2 separate regions of the Mus musculus genome follow, and region 1 is linked to region 2. The links are chromatin contacts, called in public HiChIP or PLAC-seq maps. All regions are on one chromosome and are shown on one strand. Each heading gives the region's core, a stretch centred on a gene start, on an enhancer-like site or on the middle of the called end of the contact. The rest is flanking DNA. Distances are from core to core; before and after follow the strand shown.

The links. HiChIP or PLAC-seq counts read pairs in DNA pulled down with a chosen protein or histone mark.
Region 1: a contact with region 2 is called in an HNF4G HiChIP or PLAC-seq map of pancreatic cancer cells. The contact joins the enhancer-like site here to the promoter of Pcgf1 in region 2. A contact is called at or near these places in 4 of 39 promoter capture datasets (the C10 cell line, cranial neural crest, neutrophils and 1 more), 1 of 484 Hi-C or Micro-C datasets (embryonic stem cells), 1 of 115 datasets of contacts at active chromatin or transcription factors (pancreatic cancer cells) and 1 of 9 other capture datasets (adipose tissue).

Annotation. Positions count from the first base shown.
Region 1 is chr6:83,480,575-83,485,194 of GRCm38.p6, forward strand. It overlaps Dguok (deoxyguanosine kinase), which reads right to left. Exons shown (of 7, transcript NM_013764.2): 5 at 773-888; 6 at 269-368. Among named protein-coding and RNA genes, the nearest start is that of Dguok, 24 kb to the right of the region's middle. Within about 2 kb of position 2,042, at least 105 of the 459 cell types and tissues checked have an H3K27ac peak or open chromatin away from gene starts, as enhancers often do. A contact at or near this core is called in adipose tissue, pancreatic cancer cells and pre-B cells, where this site is marked.
Region 2 is chr6:83,077,005-83,081,886 of GRCm38.p6, forward strand. It overlaps Pcgf1 (polycomb group ring finger 1), which reads left to right and starts at 1,386. Exons shown (of 9, transcript NM_197992.1): 1 at 1,386-1,474; 2 at 1,891-1,996; 3 at 2,112-2,264; 4 at 2,430-2,501; 5 at 2,636-2,741; 6 at 2,918-2,951; 7 at 3,050-3,136; 8 at 3,546-3,626; 9 at 3,706-3,851. The coding sequence starts at 1,418. The coding sequence ends at 3,753.

The DNA of each region.
Region 1 (4,620 bases), core at 792-3,291, 400 kb after region 2:
CAGAACCCACATGTTCCTTGTCCCCCATTTTGGAACACCTTACAGGAGGAAGTCAGCTGGCCTGCGCATGCTAAGAGTCACCTAACTGACTGATACTTCCTAATGCAGTGCACTTTAGAGCTGGGCATTGTATCTGGGATTTGCCTATGAGCTCAGGGTTTTGGAGTGTGAAATGCAATTTGAAGCACAAAGCAACAAGGCCTGACACAGAGGCCGGGAAGACCAGAGCTCTGCACTGGGAACCAGGACGAGCCTAGGCTGTGCTCACCTGTCCCATGAGCTCTTCCTGCCTGGCGGCATTTTCAGAGAAGTCTTCAGTGACATCCAGCACCAGCACTGGCACGTGCTGCAGAGCTTCGAAGTGGAGCCTGGGGCAGCGAGAGGGAGCTCAGGCAACGCCACTCACCTTCCTCACACCCAGCCCGAGTCTCAAGACTGAAGCTGCCTGCAGAGTGGAAGGCTGAGTAGACTGCTCACTAGTCTTAGACTGCTACTGAAGTCAGCATTTAAAGCACTGATGTGAGCAACCCAAGCCTGATGGAGGACACTAAAAATGTCAATCAAAATGGACATTTTTCTAAACAACTTCAGTCTTCCATCCTGAGCCAATTATGACAAGCATTCACCACAAGGCACAATCGAGAGAAAAGAAAGGAAGGAAGGAAAGGAGGGAGAGATGCTGGGCACGTCCCGCATCCTTGCAGTTCCGCTGGGAGCTACGGCTGTGCTCAGCACGGTGGTGGAGGCTCTGGTCTGTCTGTTACACACTTACTTGGTAGTCTTGTTAATAAACCAGTCTTCGTGCTGACTATGTAGCTGTTGAAGATAGGCCAGCTCAATGCCCTTTTCTTCTTCTCTATCCCTCTGGTAGAGTCTCTCCATACAAACCTAAAAGACAATCCCCCGACTCTTACATTTCAGTCTTACAGGGCCAAGCAACCCACAAAATGTCTGGATGTCCTCTTTGGTACCATGGCCCATGACTGCACCTGCTGCTTCTTGCCTTGCTCAGGGCACTGGCACCATGTTGTCCACTTCTGCCTCAGACTGCCCTTCCTCGGAGTAGCTTCAGATGGTTAGTAGCAAACTCCATCCACCCAGCCAGCCGCACTGGGAGCCTGAAACTACCCTTCTTTGTCTTCCTCCCGAGCACATCAAGAATCCAGGAGATTCTAATCTCTCTAGCTGGCCCTGTCCTCTCACCTCTGCCTTGGCGTTCATGCTTTTCATCTGGACACTTCAAGAGCCTGCTGCTTTCTTTCTCCTGGAGGTGAAGAAGTGCACGAAGAGAGCATGGGCCTAAGAGTCAGTCATCTGTCATAGTCATGTGTGGGGCAAGCAGTTTTGGTGGGCTGCTTTTTCTCCATCCTCCACCCACCCGCAGGTAACTGAGACTGCTCTGAGGTAAGGCACATCTAGGATTGCCAAAGTCATTCTGCCTTTCCAGTTTGCCCTTCACTCCAGCCTTCTATGGTTCTTGTGCCCCTGCTTAAAATATTTGCTCCACAGGCTGCTTACCAGCTACAGGCATAACCAAAGACTTCAAGAAGTTATGAACTTGCTATCCTCCTGCCTCAGCTGTCCAGGTGGTGGGATTATATGCATGTGTCACTGTGCCTGGCTTGTGAGAGCCACTCTACTTATAAAGTGGTAAGCAATTTGAAACATCTCTAGATCAAGCACTCACTCTGGAGTAGATGAAACATCTGCATAAGTCAAATGAAATGAATCAAATGAAACCTGAGTCTTGACATGAAGGCCCCTCTCCCTGCCCCTTTGCAGAGCTTCACTCTGCCTCCACCTGCAGGTCTGAGGGTCTCTGCCCCTGAGAACTGTGATTCCTTGCCACAGCACATAAGGCCACAGTACTTGTCCTCAACTTCCTTAGTCCCTCCCTTGCTCATGGCTTTGGCCAGATTTGGCCTCCTTCCTGTGGGACAAGCCAAGCCCCTTCACACTTCAAAACCTCTGCTCCAAATGTTTGTTTTGCCTGAATTGCCCTTGTTCCTCTTTCTGCCTGGTCAAATACTTCATTAGTCAATGTCAACTGTCCTCAGAGTGTGGGCAGATTAACCCGCTGACTTAGGACTCCACCCTCCCCCATGTCCCATCTTTCCCTTAAGGAAATGAAACTATGCAAACAAATTCTCTTTAGCACCTTCCCTCCCCAACCCGCCTGCCTGCCTGCCGAGTTTTATTGTCTTTGACTTTATTTTGGGGGTAGTTCTAGGTGTGCTCCAGGCTGACCTGGAGCTCTGTGACCCGTGTTTCCTGTACCCTCCTGCCTCTGGCTACTCTGTTCTCCTCACTCACAGCACCACACGTGACTGAGCTTTCAGCAGTTTATGCACACATGCGTTCCTGACACCATCTCCTGAGAACGGAGAGACACTATCCCACGGCACACTCTGTTCTTAGGCTTGCTCTTCTCACTTAACAGTGCTTCACCGTTCTCAGCACGGTTCACACCTAGAAATCTAGCACAGGGTAGCTGAAACCTGAATGCTTCTAGTGAGTTCCAGGCCAGCTGGGCTATGAGTTTTAAGACCTTGCCACAAAAAGGCAGCAACAAAGAAAGCCAACCAGTACAGTGCTGTAGAGTAAGTATTCTGTTTTACAGTACAGTACACTCAGCCAGGTCCCCTAATAAGCACTCGGTCATCTCCAGTGCTTGGCTATTACAAACAGTGATGCACGTAACAGGGCAGTCTGTCTGTGTGCCAGCGTATCTACGGACTCAACTCTAAGCACCAGGATTAACAGGGCAAAAGGAATGAGCTCTTCCTACAACTGCCCAGCTGCCTCCTCAGAGGTCACCCATGCTACATTCCCACTAGCAAGCAGCTTCAGCTAAGGTACTTAATTTTTCCTCTGAGAGAAAAATATCTTCTGGATTAGAATAAATGAATATTTTAAAAAACATAATACAATCATGTTTTCAAATACATACAAGGACAGAACAATTCTGGTAAAAGCTATTCATAATTATCACCCAGTGACTACAGACAACCATTGATACCAGCCTGGATCTATTAAAATCAGCATTTCCCTTTTTATTATGAATTTGCTAAACTGAGCAAACTTTTCTTCCCTCTACAGTCTAGGCAAAATCCTATTTTGAATATTTGGCATAATTCTAATTTTACTGACATGATTATAATGAATGATTTTAAAATTCATGGGACAGTTTTATCGTGGCTCCACGTCATTCCAGTGCACATGGGAGTACACACTAGACTGTGATGGGAAGCCAGTGTGGGGAGAAGTGCAGGGACCCTACGTCCAAGCTTCCTGACGTGCCACGCTGTGACTGCTGAAGGCTCTGCTCACTGTGCCCTCTAGTCTCAAGCTCAGGTGACACTTGTTCCCACACAGACCCTGCACACTCTGTCCAATTGGCACTGTCCCACACAGGGATGGGTATCCTGAGTCACATGGCCAGCCACGCGCTCTCTTCTTGACTCTAAGGGTTAGGGGAACACAAGCCCAGCCATTTCTCCTCCAATTATTACTATTGTGATTCCCAGCTTCCTTGACTTTAAGGGGAGGACACATAGACAGGGGCCTGGAGCCCGTCTCACAGATCCTAAAGCCAGCATCTGGCAGGAGTCTGTGCTGTGCTGGGTCCTGGCTTGAATATGTGTCCTGTTCATCCTTTGGCCTTCCTGGGTTCCTTTATCTAACACCATCCAAACAGCGCTAAAATCTCAATTCAGTCCTAAAATGTCTCATTACGAGATGAAATACTTTAATTGGTTTCTTCTAAGGGACAATCCAGCTCCCAATGACGTTCATTATTACTACACCACCCTGCCACTTTATACAGGCCTTGAATGGATATTAAGAATGAAGGTAAGGGGGACTTGCTTGCTTTATGGATCCCAAGGTCTGGGTCCAACCACAGAACCAAAAAGCCAAGCAGCTCTATTTACTCCCGGGAAGGCCTCAGCTCACTGGCTCCTCTGCTCCTCCCAGCAATGCTGCCCTGGCCCTGAGACAACCCACCCTGTTCTGTCTCTCTCAGAACAGAGTAGGTCAACACTCTTCCTTCTCCCAGCCACAGCCTTCAACCCCTGCTCCTCTAAGTGCAGCCATCTCAGGAATCCCAAGGGAAATCTAAGTCGCCTCTAACTCAGTCTTGTCTCCCCTGTCCTATCCATAGCACCTCACAGCTGGAGAGAACTCCTCTCCCCTAGAAACCTGCCTCCCTCACACCCTGCCATCCTCTGTTGGAGCAGGCTCCTCTTTTCCATTCAGGGACTATTTTCTACCTGTAAAGTCATCAGCCTTTACGATGCGCCTCTATTCCTCCTTAGCAAGAAAGGCCATTGGAGTCTGTCAATGTGCCTCAGCTGGCCAAACCACTTCAGCTCACAGAAGAGTCTTCTCAGCTCTTAAGTCTTGCGGATATCTACTTCAATTTTATTTGGACCCGAAACTTTATCTAGACTCTCTTACTCCCTGATGTGATCTAACGTCTGTATTATAATTCAGGTCCTCTCCATACCACAAAGGCATGATGGGCTTGGCAAGATGGCTCAGCAGGCAACCCGTACTGGCAAAGAAGGGCTGGTGACTTAAGTTCCATCCCTGAGATCCATGGAAGGGCAGAATGAGAGA
Region 2 (4,882 bases), core at 136-2,635:
AACATGAGAAACACATCATCAAAAACGTGTGTTCTTTGTAACCTATGATCAGAATCACTTTGCCATGCTGTGGGAAGAAAGGTCTAAAGAGGGAACGATATAGACATGGGCAAGCAGTCAAGACCTGCAGTGGCTCAGAGGTGACTAGGTGGCCTGGGCCAGGAAGGTAAACCATAGCTGTATGTAGTCGATTAACAAGTCTTTAATACTTTCCTGACGCTTATGTACTACCACTTATGGGGTAACAGACATACACTCCTTTCTGTGAGGTTCCTGTTACCTTCAACCTAATTATTCCAGTTCTTTTAGACCCCATTCCTTCCATTGGGGCTCTCAATCCACACCTGTTTCTTTGGTCGTTCCTCTTCACACTGCCTTTTTTTTCTATTTCCATCACATTTATACCTCTCGTGCATCCATTTGTCAATCATGCCCACACAAGAGTCCCAATTTTCTCCAGAGAGCCTTTCAAGTTTCCGCCAGTCTCTCCCCTCTCACTCGAATCTCCAGTTGTACTCGATGCTAATAACGCTTCAGAGTAAATTTATTCTTTTAAAATTCCGCCGTAGGGACCCAGTGATGACAGTGTACCAGACCCGGGAACCCCTGTGTCCTCCCCAAGTGCGGGCCCGGGCCTATGCTACTGCAGGCACTCGCTGCCCAAGTCTCCTCGCTGTCAATCCTCCCCTCCTCCTTCGGCATCTGCTCTGCATTAGTCTGTCCCAGGCCTCCGCAGGCGCCGATGATTAAATCATCATCATTAGCCAGGGCCTATTCTCCCCATCCTCGGCAGCAGGGAGAGAGTGGGGAGTAAGAGCTCCCGGTTCCCCGGGGGGTCTCTCCCTCTCCACCCCGCCCAGGGCACCCTCTCCCAGACTTCGCGAGCCCGGAAAAAACTCCCGCGGCGCAGACGGGAGAAGGCCCGCGGCTGGGACGCAGCTCCGCAACGCGGACGCCGCAGCGGAGCAGGACTGCACTGTATAGAGAGGACCCCGGGTCGGAGGCGAGGTCGGGTCCCAGGACTCCCACACTCCGGAGCTGTAGCGGCGGGCGATAGCCCGGCTTCGGGGTCCCAGGGCACACAGGCTCTCTTAGCACAAGCTACCGAAGTTGATCCAGAGGTTGTGTGCGCGCCGTTGGAAGGACGCCCGTGGGAGCGTGCACCGCAGAGACCCTGCTTCACTCAACCCCCCTCCATAACGACCACCGATTGTTGGGGGGGCAGCGGGCTCAGGTGAGCACACGGGGAGCTAAAGAGGGGGCGAGGGCGGGGTGTGCCGGAAAACTAGCCAATCCGGAGAATGTGAGGCCCTCGTTGCTAGGAGACAAGTCCCGCCCCGCAGGCGGTACCGGAAGTGGCGGGCTGGGATCAGCCTTTAAGATGGCGTCTCCTCAGGGGGGCCAGATTGCGATCGCGATGAGGCTTCGGAACCAGCTCCAGTCAGTGTACAAGATGGACCCACTACGGAACGAGGTGCAGGGGCAGCGGGATGACTGCTGGGGTCCGTTAGCTGTGTGAACCCAAACGAAGGAGAGGACGGGTGGCGGCGGGATGGGCGCCCAGTGCGCTTGCGCAGCCACGGGGTGCGCGATACGCACGCGCGATTCTGGCCGAGTTGCCAAACGCTGGACTTGGACGCTTGCGCGTTGTGTCTCCGACAGCGTCTGGTCTCCCGAGGGAAAAAAGAGAGTCAGGCGGGTCCGCGAAAAGAGAGCACCCGCTGTGCGCGGAGCCCTCTGCTGGGCGAAGGGGGAGCTCACTCCCCCGTCTCTTCTCGGGGGCCAGACGACCCAGTCCAATAACAAACTGCTCTGTTGCTGGGAATTGCAGAAGGTGAGATGGGGTGGGCTTGCAAGACCAGTGGGGAGTGACTGAGGGTGTGTCCACAGGAGGAGGTCCGGGTGAAGATCAAAGACCTGAATGAACACATCGTTTGCTGCCTGTGCGCGGGCTACTTCGTGGATGCCACCACCATCACAGAGTGTCTCCACACCTGTGAGTGTCCCGGATCCTGTCTCTCCTCTTCCAAGCTGGCTGCCAGCCTCTGTGCTGCCTGTCCCATGTGTCGGGTTCCCAAGGGACCTGAGCATCTTCGTTTCTCCTCTTACAGTCTGCAAAAGTTGTATCGTGAAGTACCTGCAAACCAGCAAGTACTGCCCCATGTGCAACATCAAGATCCACGAGACGCAGCCGTTGCTCAATCTCAAACTGGATCGGGTCATGCAGGACATAGTGTATAAGCTAGTGCCAGGCTTGCAAGACAGTGAGTGGCCACCTTATATTTGTGGGGCCTCCTGACTCTAATGCTGGGTGGCACCTTGACGTTTTGTTCCCAACAGTTTTGTTGGGAATCAAAAAAATACAAAGATAAAGAGGTCAACAGCCAAAACAAAGAGAATTAATATGGCTGCCCTTCACCCCTCCTTAGGTGAAGAGAAACGGATTCGGGAATTCTATCAGTCCCGAGGCTTAGACAGAGTCTCCCAGCCCAGTGGTGAAGGTATGTCCTTGGTGCTCATTTGGGGGAGGGGGGCAATTAAAGCCCTCAGAGCATCTCTTTTGCCTGGTTTTGCTCTCTGGGGAGAAGAGGGTATGGAACCTGTACCAGCCTCCTCAATATCTACTTTTCCTCAGAGCCAGCCCTGAGCAACCTTGGCCTCCCCTTCAGCAGTTTTGACCACTCTAAAGCCCACTATTATCGATATGATGAACAGCTGAGCCTATGCCTGGAGCGGCTGAGGTGAGGGGCAGGTCAGAGGTTGCGTGAAGTGATACTACTGGTGACCCAGATGCTAAGGGACTTGGGGGGAAGGGTGAGGGAGTGTCTGCTCCCCTGAAGAAAGTGTGCTGTGGTGCTTGTGCTAGGTAGGAGACAAGAAAAGTGGAACCCTCTAACTTGTATCTGTTTCCATCCAGTTCTGGCAAAGACAAGAATAAAAATGTCCTTCAGGTGAGAGGGGTTGAGGGGAGGGCCCCTTTGAAGGAGCCGTTTCTCCCAGCAACCCTTCCCTCAGACACCTGTGCCCTCCCCTCCTTCTCTGTTCCTAGAACAAGTATGTTCGGTGTTCTGTGAGAGCTGAGGTCCGCCATCTCCGAAGGGTTCTGTGTCACCGACTAATGCTAAATCCACAGCATGTAAGTAAGCCCATCATGTTACGGGGAAAACAAGGGACTGAAAGGGGAGGGCATGTCTGGCTTGCCAGCTTGTACCTGGAAGAAAGCTCAGGCCGGAAGATCACTTCAAGTTCAGGGCTAGCCTAGGCTATATAGTGAATTCCAGGCTAGTCTGGACTCCAGAGTAAGACTTTGTTTACAGGAGCAAAAAAGGTTTGAGAGCGGTCTGCTCAGATAGCTTAGTCAAGTATTTGCCTTTCAAGTACCAGGATCAGAGTTCAGTTCCCAGACCTAAAAACAAACAAAGAAAACCCTAGCATAGTAGTGCAAACTTGTAATCGCAGCAGTGGAGCCGCACAGAGGAAGAGACGGACAGAGTCTAGGGACAAGTCTCTGTCCAGCACTACTTCCCTGCCCATCTCCCTCTTAGGTACAGCTCCTTTTTGACAATGAGGTTCTCCCAGATCACATGACAATGAAACAGCTATGGCTGTCCCGCTGGTTCGGCAAGGTAAGCCGGGTGCACAGTGGGCTGAGGGGCCAGCAGGTGCTGAGAGCCCACTCACTCCTTCTTTCCCTTTTCTCCTTAGCCATCTCCTTTGCTTCTCCAATACAGTGTGAAAGAGAAGAGGAGGTAGGGGCCAGGCTTGCTTCCACCCCCTTCCCACCCCTCCCCAGATATTTATGTGAAATTAACTGTGGCTTTATTTTTTGAAATAAATGCTTTTAAAAAGCACTTTTCATCTTCCTTCTTACCTGCTACACACTCAGGCTTTGGCCTGGGTCCTAATTCCTCTTAAGTCTCCCAGCTCTCACTGGAAAGAAAGGTCTCCTCCATCTACCAAATGCCCTCAATGGCTTGCCAAAGAAGAGGGATAGAGGCTCACGGGGAACTGGAACCTGGCCCTTTGGTGAAGGAATGCTATCTAGATGGCAGCTCTTGCTGTCTTCATATGCTGCAGTATATGGTGCCAGCCCCAGTGGATGTCACAATCCATGTCAAGAGAGGACATGTGGCCACAATAGGACTGAAGAGGAAGAAGAGTAATATTTAAGGAAAAATCCAAATAACTTTATTCTGTATAGCTGGAAAATAGAAACAAGAAAGACCCTACGAATGGCATCTAGTAGAGCAGATCTGAGCCCAGGACAGAAGGGTCAGCTAGCTTAGGGAAGGGGGGTCAGTGAAGCCAAGATGAGGAAACGGTGGTCGAGGAGGAGCTATTGTCTTTAACAAAATCTCAGCAGTTTGAGTTTACCAATGAAGACTTAGGAGCCAGATGCTGGAGTGCAAACCTGCCTGCTTAGGCAGAAAGCACCCAGCTGACCTTCCTCCTCAACCAGTGGAATGCCCCTGTCCTAAAAAACTTCCTTTAAACTAAATGCCCCCTTTCTTCTACTTCCTGTGCATCTGTCTAGTCTTCCTCCTGAATCCCTCTTAACTCTCTCTCCCTCTCTCTCTCTCCCTCTCTCTCTCTCTCTCTCTCTCTCTCTCTCTTGATTTTGTTTGTTTGTTTGTTTTGGTTTTGATTTTTTTGAGACATGATTTCTCTGTGCAGCCCTGGCTGTCCTGGAACTCACTCTGTAGACCAGGCTGGCCTCAAACTCAGAAATCCGCCTGCCTCTGCCTCCCGAGTGCTGGGATTAAAGGTGTGCACCAACACTTTTTTTTTTTCTTAATCTATATTCATTTCCTGTCAACTAGTTGCTTGCTCTGTCTCTTATGGTTGACTTTATTTAATCTTGTTTACAGTACTCAAGCAGAAA